Linked DNA regions of Mus musculus: region 2 is linked to region 1. Evidence: chromatin contacts called from public HiChIP or PLAC-seq data. All regions are on one chromosome and are shown on one strand. The core of a region is the stretch at or near the end of the contact, and the rest is flanking DNA. Distances in the headings are between cores, read along the strand shown.

Evidence for each region. HiChIP or PLAC-seq counts read pairs in DNA pulled down with a chosen protein or histone mark.
Region 2: an H3K4me3 HiChIP or PLAC-seq map of embryonic limb bud shows a contact between it and region 1, with 7 times the contacts expected there. The contact joins the promoter of Hpse2 here to the enhancer-like site in region 1. A contact is called at or near these places in 16 of 39 promoter capture datasets (the 3T3-L1 cell line, the C10 cell line, HPC-7-derived erythroid cells and 11 more), 6 of 115 datasets of contacts at active chromatin or transcription factors (embryonic forebrain, embryonic hindbrain, embryonic limb bud and 2 more) and 4 of 9 other capture datasets (adipose tissue, embryonic stem cells, liver and 1 more).

Annotation. Positions count from the first base shown.
Region 1 is chr19:42,867,485-42,872,356 of GRCm38.p6, reverse strand. All of the region lies in intron 9 of Hpse2 (heparanase 2), which reads left to right. Among named protein-coding and RNA genes, the nearest start is that of Hps1, 90 kb to the right of the region's middle. Within about 2 kb of position 2,861, at least 7 of the 459 cell types and tissues checked have an H3K27ac peak or open chromatin away from gene starts, as enhancers often do. A contact at or near this core is called in embryonic limb bud, where this site is marked.
Region 2 is chr19:43,386,028-43,390,899 of GRCm38.p6, reverse strand. Hpse2 (heparanase 2) reads left to right here and starts at 2,545. Exons shown (of 12, transcript NM_001081257.2): 1 at 2,545-2,878. The coding sequence starts at 2,589.

The DNA of each region.
Region 1 (4,872 bases), core at 1,612-4,111:
ACAACTCTAAGAACGTTAAATATCCATAAGCAGTATGTAGTTAGAACTGTATCAGAAAGAAATAGTCTTTTTGAAGTTGGGCATGATGATTGTTTCAAGCTGCAGGTAAGGTACCATTTATAAAGGGCCCAGCTGACCTTTCCTGGCTTGTTGTTCATTCCTTGACCCCTGCAGGTCTATGACCTAGATTACGTTATATGAAATGTCTATATTTCTGATAGCAGACTGAGCTCTGCCTTTTCTGAAGACAAGGGGGTCAGGTGATGGGGGCTGAAAAGACAGGCAGTGTTTCCAGCGCCCAAGCAGCTATCACTGCTGAGTTTTCTATTATAATGACCACTTTAAAAAAAAAGAAAAAGAAACGAAACGAAACAATCCCTACATTATGTGTGTGGACAATTTAAGGCTTACTAGTTGTCAGTTTATTGTTAAAAAACAAATCCTTCCTCTTAGGCCAGAGGAGGGACTCTGGGGCAGACAAGAAAGTTTCTTAAAGCCAAGTCAACACACACTAATTTGAGAGCCTCCCAAACACAGACCATAACATAACTTAAGCAGCTCAGAAACCACATCACATAGACAGCGCCAAACTTAGAGACCACGGCAGAACACGGGGAGGCCAGATACCTGGGAGAAGTCCCCGGGGGAGTCTTTCTTCAAGAAATAATATTCTGGTCTAACTTTGGGGAGGGGGGGGGCAAGAAGCAAGGAAGGAGCAATCCTGAGGTGAGGATTGCAGCCACAAAGGAACCCTTGAGTAGACTGCCCACCTGGAGCACAGCAAGCATGGTGAGGGAGCCAGAGATACCAGTGGGACAGTGCACAACTATTAGCACTTAGACGCCACAGAAACTGGAATCATGTTGGGTCCTTTCCTTTGTCAATATAGCAAGTAGAGATGGTGTGAGAGGAAGGTTCTCTGGTGGTCAGTTTGCAAATCTGGAGTGGGAGGATTCAGCAGGCACGGGTGTGGTCCTGAGCTGAGATGGAGCCTGAGCTCTCCTGAAAGAGCTGAATGAGACAGGCTCTGAACGGAGGAGGCCGTAAGAGGGTATCGCTATATCCTCCACCCGCTCATTTCTAGGGTATTGCACCTTGTCTATGCAGACAGATAGGAATACGTCAGCACATGTTTGTTAACCTTTAAAGAGAAGATAAGTAAAAACTGCTTGAGATAATCTAGGAAGTATAAGTGAATTTTGACAGTCATTGTATTATTTAAAAGAGGAGGAAGAAGATGGGAGGAGAAGAAGAGGAAGAAGAAGAAATTGTATATTGTTATGAAAAGAAAAGGGTTGCTTTTATAGTTTGAAATGCTACATGGTATGTTAGGGTCCTTCATATTTTAGTTAAATTTCTATTTTAATAATTTAAATTTATAATTAAAGTATAACTTACAGTTTAATTAAAACTAGAAAATAGTAAAAGAATGGAAAGATAACTGGGTTGACCCATCTCTTACAGCTTTATTGATCTATAACGTACATCCCATAAATTAACCTTTTAAAAATACACAATTCAGGGTGCTTTGTTCTATTTACAGAGTTATACAACCATCACTGCTGTCTAATTTGAGGTCATTTTAGCACCCCCAAAAGAAACTCCATACCATGGCTTTGTGGGGGGGTCCAGGAAGGGGTGCTTATATACATTTGTGTGTATATGTGTATATACATGCATGTAGAGGGTAGAAGTGTATGTCAAATGCCTTCCTTTTTGTGTGCCACCTGATTTGATTTGAGACATGGTCTCTCATAGAACTCAGAGCTCATTGGCTCAGACACATTGGTGGAGCAGCAAGGCCTAGGGATCCCTCTGTCTCCACCAACCCAGCACTGGGATCATAGTCGTCTGCCACTGAGCCTGGCTGAGGGCTGAACTCAGGTCCTCGTGGTTGTGTACCAAGAACTGTACTGACTGAGCCATCCCCAGAGCCTCTCAACATGGCTTTTTAGAAGCAACTCAATCCTAATTTTTATCTCGTGACACCATAGGGCAATGAACTGTAGCAGACTGAACAGCCAACAGCCCAAGCATTTACTGTGGTTACTTTTAAATGGTCAACAGATGATTCTGATGGAAAAGGCACGTGCTGCTAAGCTTGATGACCTAAGGTCAATCCCTGAGGCCCACACAATGGAAAGAGAATTGCCACAGATTTCCTCTTGAATTCCACACCCATGGCTCCCACACCCATGGCTCCCACACTCATGGCTCCCACACCCATGGCTCCCACACCCATGACTTCCACACCCATGGCTCCCACACCCGTGGCTCCCCCACCCATGGCTCCCATACTGTGGCACATATGTACCCACTTCCAACATACCAAAAAAATGATTAAAAAAAAAGAGCTCTCCACAAATGTTTCTGAAAACTATATGGTCTTCTAGCAGTGTCTTTGCTATGTTAGCCCTGTGCACATCTGGAAAGCCTGATCCCAGATGTGTGATTTCCATCCCATGGGATGGACCCACAGTTCTGGGGATCCTGCCGGCCCAGCTGTGCTCTCAGAGGCCAGTTTATTTGACAGGACCTGAAGGAGGTGGCTAGTGGTAGTTGTGTAACCCTTGATTTATTACTGTTTCCAGCCAAGGACAAGTGTTATACACTCACACAGACACACGCATGATGCATACACACTCATACTGATGCATATACACACTTGCACGCATGCACACACAATCACACTCTGTCCACCCATCCATTTGGATGTGAACACAGAGAAGGAAGCACTCTCAGCACCCCTGTTGATTTCTCTCTTCTCAGATCAGCTGGTCTGACTTCCCCCTGTTGCCTCCTTTGCCTGTGGTCTGTCAGCCAGAGGTGATGACAAGGAGTATTTCAGACTCTTTCTCCATCTGCTCCAAACACCAGGAAGCTGCAGGCCTGCTTCCCTCCAGGCCAGCTTAGAAATCCTCGTGTCAGGATAGAGCAGACTTCCAAAAGCCAAGCACAGAACATTTAATACCTGTGCAAACCCATGTAGAATTCCTATGCCACAGGGTCATGGCTTTATGAGTGTTTCCACGACATGGTATTATTACACCCCAGATCTCTCACCTCATATGTCACTCAAGCATTCTCTGTCAGGAAACCAAGGAATAAACATCCAAAAAGAAGATTAATATTAGAAAGACTTAAAGAGTAAAGTTCACCCAGCCATATGGTTCAGCTCAGAAGGGACATGTGTGAGCCCCTCTCCCTATCCCTTCACCTGCCTTACACAAGCCAGGCAGGAATGCCCCTGCAGCAGCATTGCTTGGGCTGCCTATGAAGTCAGCAGGGCTTGTTTTTTAAAGGATGCAGATTCCTAGCAATTACAGTACCTGGGATGTGACTTTGGAATTTGCATGTCCCTTGCTCTCAGAGTCGTTTTGTTGGGTTGGTTTGGGGTTTTTGTTCATTTTTTGCTTTTCAGTACAGACTGCCGTTTCCTCTCTGACAAACAAACTGTGTCTTCCCATTTGAGTATGTGCATTCATGAAGAGCTCCGTGTTTGGGGGACAGACAGGGCTAGCAAAGGATGGTGGCGAGATCTAGGGACATTCTGAGATGAGTTTGACCTTCTTTTCACTTGTCCATTTTTCTTTCCATTCTTTTCTTCCCTCTGGGGCCACAGGAATTAAGTCGTTTCCCCTCCCCACCCCACCCCCTTGTGTGGGAAAACCTCTAAGTCCGAACTTCTGTGTTCTACCTTGGGAAACAAATGAACAAACAAACAAAAATCAAAGCAACCTTCTGGGAATGAGCAAAGTATCTCCAGCAACAAGCTCTTCCCCGTGCTCAGTGACATCGCTCTGCAGCAGAGTCTCCTTATCCTGTGGTGCTGCACAAAGGCTTGGGGAAAGTGGGCAATGGACTACCACCTAACAAGAGGAAGCTTGACTTTAAAAACAAATGTATAGTTGATCCTATGGGCCCCACAGGTCTTTACCATGGCTTCATAAAGAACAGGAAAAAAATAAATGACGGAGACTGAAAAGTGTGGTCTGAGGCCCCTGGAGAGACGATCACTAAATGTTCCCCATGATCAGTCACCATGCCAGATCCTCTGTGTTCTAAGGTGGTAGGCTTTGTGGTAAGTGTTGCATGTCCAATCCAGTTCAGCTACAGAAAAACAAAACAAAAAAAAAAAAGAAAAAAAAACTCTCTCTAAGAGGAAGGTCATCGTCAGAATTCAGTTCTCAGCCACAGTCCCGAGGATGCCACCGTCTCCTGTACAGTATGTATTTTCTCTCTGAGCACCAATTTTCTACATGTGAAAAACTGAACTTTTCATTAGCTACCTGGCAGAGCTGTAAGAATTCAAGAAGATGTGGTACATTCCATAACATCCTGAAGAATGCAATATTACAAGGACAACCAGTCAGGGCAGAGGGTTTCCTGCTGGTGCTGCAGACCTGAGCACCGTGGCCAAGAGCCCAGGCTCAGGACTCCAATTTTGGATGTAACCTTAGGAAAATGCTCCATTCTTTCCCTTTGTCTTCTTTCCCTCTCCTTCCCTTCTCTCCTTTCTCTTCTCTTTCAGTCTCTTCTCTCCCCTCCCTCAGCAAAACAAGATGATGATGGTGGTGCCGGAGCTGGTAATAATATCTATTTAGGTAAAAATGAAATGAAATCATTCATTTGAAGCATTCGCTGTCTCTGGCTGGTGTTAAGCACTCTGTAAGTATGATCATCCAGGGCAAAGAGGCCAGAGAAACAAAACAATCCCTCGAGTTTTGTCTGGTTAAACTGCTGCTTCCTTTCCTTTCCTTTCCTTTCCTTTCCTTTCCTTTCCTTTCCTTTCCTTTCCTTTCCTTTCCTTTCCTTTCCTTTCCTTTCCTTTCCTCTTCTCCCTCCTCCTTCTTCTTCTTCCAATCCACAAAA
Region 2 (4,872 bases), core at 1,296-3,795, 520 kb before region 1:
AAAAGTCATGATAGCAAAAAAGGTTATACACAAAGAGTAGCTCTGGAAAGTTTGTACCAAGATAGATCAGAAGCCCTCAAATCAGATCATTATGGAGTCAACCAAGGATATATGGAACCCTTTAAAATGTTACAGAACTGTGACTTTCTCCTGATGTCCAAGGCTGGATATAACTATTGAATTTCAGTGGGCAGGCTAGAAATGGTATTCATCAGCAATTAAGTTTGTTTTGTTGGTTTTGGTTTATTATTGCACATAGGTTTTAATGTAAATATTTAACATTAAATGCTAGTTAAGATAACCAGGCCACCAAAGCATTACAGAACAGTCATCAGTAAGAATCGCAGAACCTCACAATTTAGCAGACTCTCAGCATACTCAGCATACCTTGGCTGAATGAATACTTTTGAAACATATATTAATTATAGACATCTAATGGGTATGCTTTATTTCTTTGAAACAATTTTCCAGTGGTTTTAATTCATGCGGCTTCCAGAATCCATTTAATTGTAAGCCAAAGAGTGTTATGGACTTTGGAAAATTTAGCTTTCTGTTAAGAAGATACAGTTTATTATAATTCTGAGTATGATAAATGAACTAACAACTTTTCAAAACAAGTACTTCCTGAAGGAGATGGCCAGAAAGCTGTTAGTAACTAAGAAAACAAATCAGTGAACAGATAGCCAAAATACAATTTACTACGACAAAATTCTTCTTGTGAGCAGTGGTCTTGAGTGTGTTGAGCAGGGTTTGGTTTACTACCACCAGATGTCTGAGATGTTTCTTGAGAGCACTCTACATACCTGAGTCCAGAGACACAGAGAAGCCTTTGGTTCCCAAGCTGTCCCCATCTCCATGAAGTGTCAGACTCCTTTAAAAATGACAGTAGTTTGTACTGAAACTTATGCCTGTCTTACCCTAACCCCAGGGGCATAAGCATGTGGTTAAGGATATAGAGGACTAGAAAGTGTAAGGCGCTAGAGGAAGCAGGTATGAAGGCTAGAGCCAGTATTTAATTTATGTTATAATTTAGTTTTAGAAACCATCTCTAAGTGATCTGGTGGTTTGGGGTTCTTAGACTGGCAGAGAATCCTCAGGGAATGTTAGCTTAAGGTAATCTAGTCCAGTCCTATGTAGGTTGGCTAATTCTTTCTGGCTGAAGGAAGGAAAATAGATTGCTATTGTAGTGTTTACTGAGCTCTCATACTGCCCAGTGTGCAGTACTGGCAGTGGTGGGGACCCATGCTCTGCATTCAACTGTCATCTAGTCTGTTTAATCAAGGAATGCCCTGGGGTGCTCTCATTTACCCATTTTTCATAAAGTAGCTCCCTTCATCTGCCAAAATAGAGGACTTGTTGTATCCCAGAGAGAAGCTGAAAATGGGACTGGGTGTGATTGTGACTGCCTGTGATTGTGGCTGGATTGTTTCCCCTTGTGTTAGGATGGGACTCAGGATAATTTGCAAGCTATTGAGGGTGGGAATGAAAAGAACAGAGGTTTGCAGTGCACTCGAAGTCCAGGATGATCTGTATCCCAGAGTTCCAAGCAGGCACACTCTAATTTTGGCCTAGGGCTGGATTTGACACCCCTATAGCCCATTTCTACGTCAGGAAGACATACTCCCCTGCAAGGGTATGAGTCTGAGGGTTGTTGGCAAGGAGACATTGGAGAGGCATCTTTACTTTTACAGTGGAATACATTGGCCAAGGAGTGATTCAAATGAACATAGGGTGTCTTGATCATCAGTCCAATGGGTTGCCAAAGCCATAAAATAACATATATGGGAAACTCAAGACTCTCCCTCACACATAAGCAGCAGTGCCATGGAGCATACTGATTCTTTTTTGACTCTCCTGACTAGGAAGTTCTTTGACCTGGGAATACTCTCCCTTCTCCCCCACCTTAGTCTCCTATTCAGGAGAAACTTCTTTCTAGTTATCTTGCAAGATTCAGGGGTTTGCACACCTAGGCATGGACTCTTCTTTGCTTTTTGTGCCTTGGCAAAAATTACTTTGCCCATCATAAAACCATTTACAACCTAACAACATTTACTGCTTCAACCCAAAAGGAAGGCACAAAGTGGACGGTAAGCAAGAAATAGTCAGGACAGACTGCCCCTCAGGCAGTGAAGGGCCTTCCCCATAGCCTACTGGGGAGGGGACTTGAAAATAAGCTCTTACTCAAGATGGTACCACAGTACAGTTTCAGTCCCACTGGCCGCTTCCTGACCCTAGCGGGTTAAATCAGTAGGGCACAACGGCCACCCCTCCCCCTTCTCCCCCCTCCCCCATCCCTTACCTTTAAAAAGTTAAAAAATGTCTGCAGTCAAATCTCTTAAAGGGGCGGTGCTGGTGAACAGTACTCTTGGCACGAGTTGCTGAGAAGGCTGGCTAGGGGCGTGAGTTCGCTCCACCAGCACCAAAACACTGAAAAAAAAATGCGAGCAAGCGAGCAAGAGCGAGGGAGCGAGGGCGAAAGAGAATAGGGGGGGGGAGAGAAGGGGGGCAGAGAGACACACACTTTAGATAAGGACAATTAGTCACCATCGAGACCCAGTAGGGAAAGAAGTTTAAATCAGAGGGATTTAATGAGGGTGCTCTGTGCTTTCCCTGAAGCCATGGCCTCCAGCAGCTCCCGCCCCCCCTCGTGCCTAGCCCTGGTGGCTCTCTTCTTGGCTCTGTTGCTCCATCTCTCCCTCTCCTTCCACGCTGGAAACAGGAGACCTTTGCCTGTAGACAGAGCTACAGGTTTGAAGGAAAAGACCCTGATTCTACTTGATGTGAGCACCAAGAACCCAGTCAGGACAGTCAATGAGAACTTCCTCTCTCTGCAGCTGGATCCCTCCATCATTCATGATGGCTGGCTCGATTTCTTAAGGTAAGGCAGGGGCTTCGATGAGTCATTTAAAAATTTAAGTACCCCCACCCCCATTCTCTTCCTATCCCCTGCTCCAAAGGGGGAAGAAAAAAGAGGAGAAAAAAGAAGAATAAGAAGGAGGAGGAGAAGAAGAGGAGGTACAGCAGCAGCAGCAGCAGCAGCAGCAGCAGCAGCAACAGCAGCAGCAGCAAACCGATCTGTCTTTCCAAGAGAAAAAAAGGAGGTTTCCCCCCTCCTGGACTATTTGCTGTGAGGCTGTAACTGGTGATTGAGGAAAGCAGTGTTTTCTATTAAGATGCACATGTTTGCAATGCAGAAGGCATTTCAGAAACTTATCAGTTATGACTGAAAAAATGTTGTGCTTACATATATCCACAATTAGTCTCCCCTTCTGAAAAAGAAACAAGAGGTTCAGGGAAGTTACAAAAGGGAAGATCTGGAACAACAAAGACTCCAGAGGAGTGGTTGTGTGTGAGAGAGAAAGCAGTGTGCGTGTGTCCGAGTGTTCAGTTGGGAGATTGCATGAAAGTGGAATTTGCCACGGAAAGATGGTTTCATCAGTTCTCACTCCCAGACAGAAAACGAATTTAAGGAGAGTCCTGAGCGGTGAGCAAGTTGGATTGGAGTTAAAATTTTTTATTTTGTATCCTCCGCTGTCATTATCAGCCTTGACTTTGTAAGACACTTTTTATAGATGAAGCCCTTCCCCCTCCACCCTCCTCTTTAGTTTTCCTTGGTAACTGCATAGTTTAATTTTTTACAGTGGGGAAAAAAAATCGTTGCTCGGGTCGTAGTGTGCATCATACGCGATCCATAAAGGTCCTAGGAACTCTCAGGGGAAGCGTTGGGAGTTTTGAACCCCAAAGCAGTGGTGGATTAACAAACCTGAAGGTTGAGTCTCGCTGACAGTCTAGTTGGGTTCACCCTCTTCCCGGGTTGTTACTATTCAGGCAGTTAAGCAACCGCGATCCCCTTCCCATCAGGGGCGGTTGCAAAGAGGGGGGCGTTGGAAATAAAAAGAAAACACACAGAAGAAAAAGAAAGGGAGGATAAACCTCTGCAATATTGAATATCCAAGTGTTAAGTTTCTGAAAATTCCCTTCAAGTTGGACCCTTAGTTTGGGCTCCTCCAAAGAGTCTAGAGTGCTCTCCATCCCATTCCAGATCCGACTCACATCGTTATTGAGCATTTTTCACCCTTAGAGTTTTGCTTTTCCGGGTGCACCCGCCCCTTAGCGCTCAGCCTCAGGTCTGCGGACGCAGCAGGTAGCTGTAGGCGCTGCGCCGAGCGCTCCATCCAGGTCAGGGTAGCTTAGCCAAAGACTCGGAGGTCGTCGCCACCAATGCGGAGGCCGTTTTGGGGTTCCAGAAGGTACAGTTGTTGGGAGGGCGGGAACAGCGCTGCACTACCGGGTTTCATCCTTGAAAGCTTTTCTGTGCAGCAGAACGCTTCTCTGAATTCATCCAAATGTGGGGTGCAACAGGGCTTTTCCTAAATGCACGCCCCACTTGCATTGCTTTGCTCCAGCTGCGCGACTCCTCCGAGTTTTTTCTTCCTCCTCCTCCTTTAAAAAATGTCAGCTTGTTCGCGCTAAATATTTGCCTGCTGCAGAAAAATTCTGGAAGGCAGCTTTTCGGGGAAGAAGCCGTGGCGGGGCGCATTTGCATTGGCTGTGCGGGCTTTATCCGGAAGATTGGAAATGCGGCGTTTCCCTGGGGCCGCACTCGCGCCGACGTCCCTTCTGTGCTCAGCCGGCCCACGCGACGCCTAAACTTCGCCTGCCCTGCAACTCGGTCCTGGAGAGCTCAGCCAAACCTTCAAGCCATCTCAGGGTAGACATGTATCTTCCCCAAAGTGTCTGGAAAAAAAGTGGAGTTTCCTTTTACTTCTGTGCCCTTCGAATTCAACTCCTTTGTGATACTCTTTAACGTCTCCATTTTGATTTGCATTCTCACAACCTGAACTAGCAAAGCGTTAAAAAACGATGTGTAGA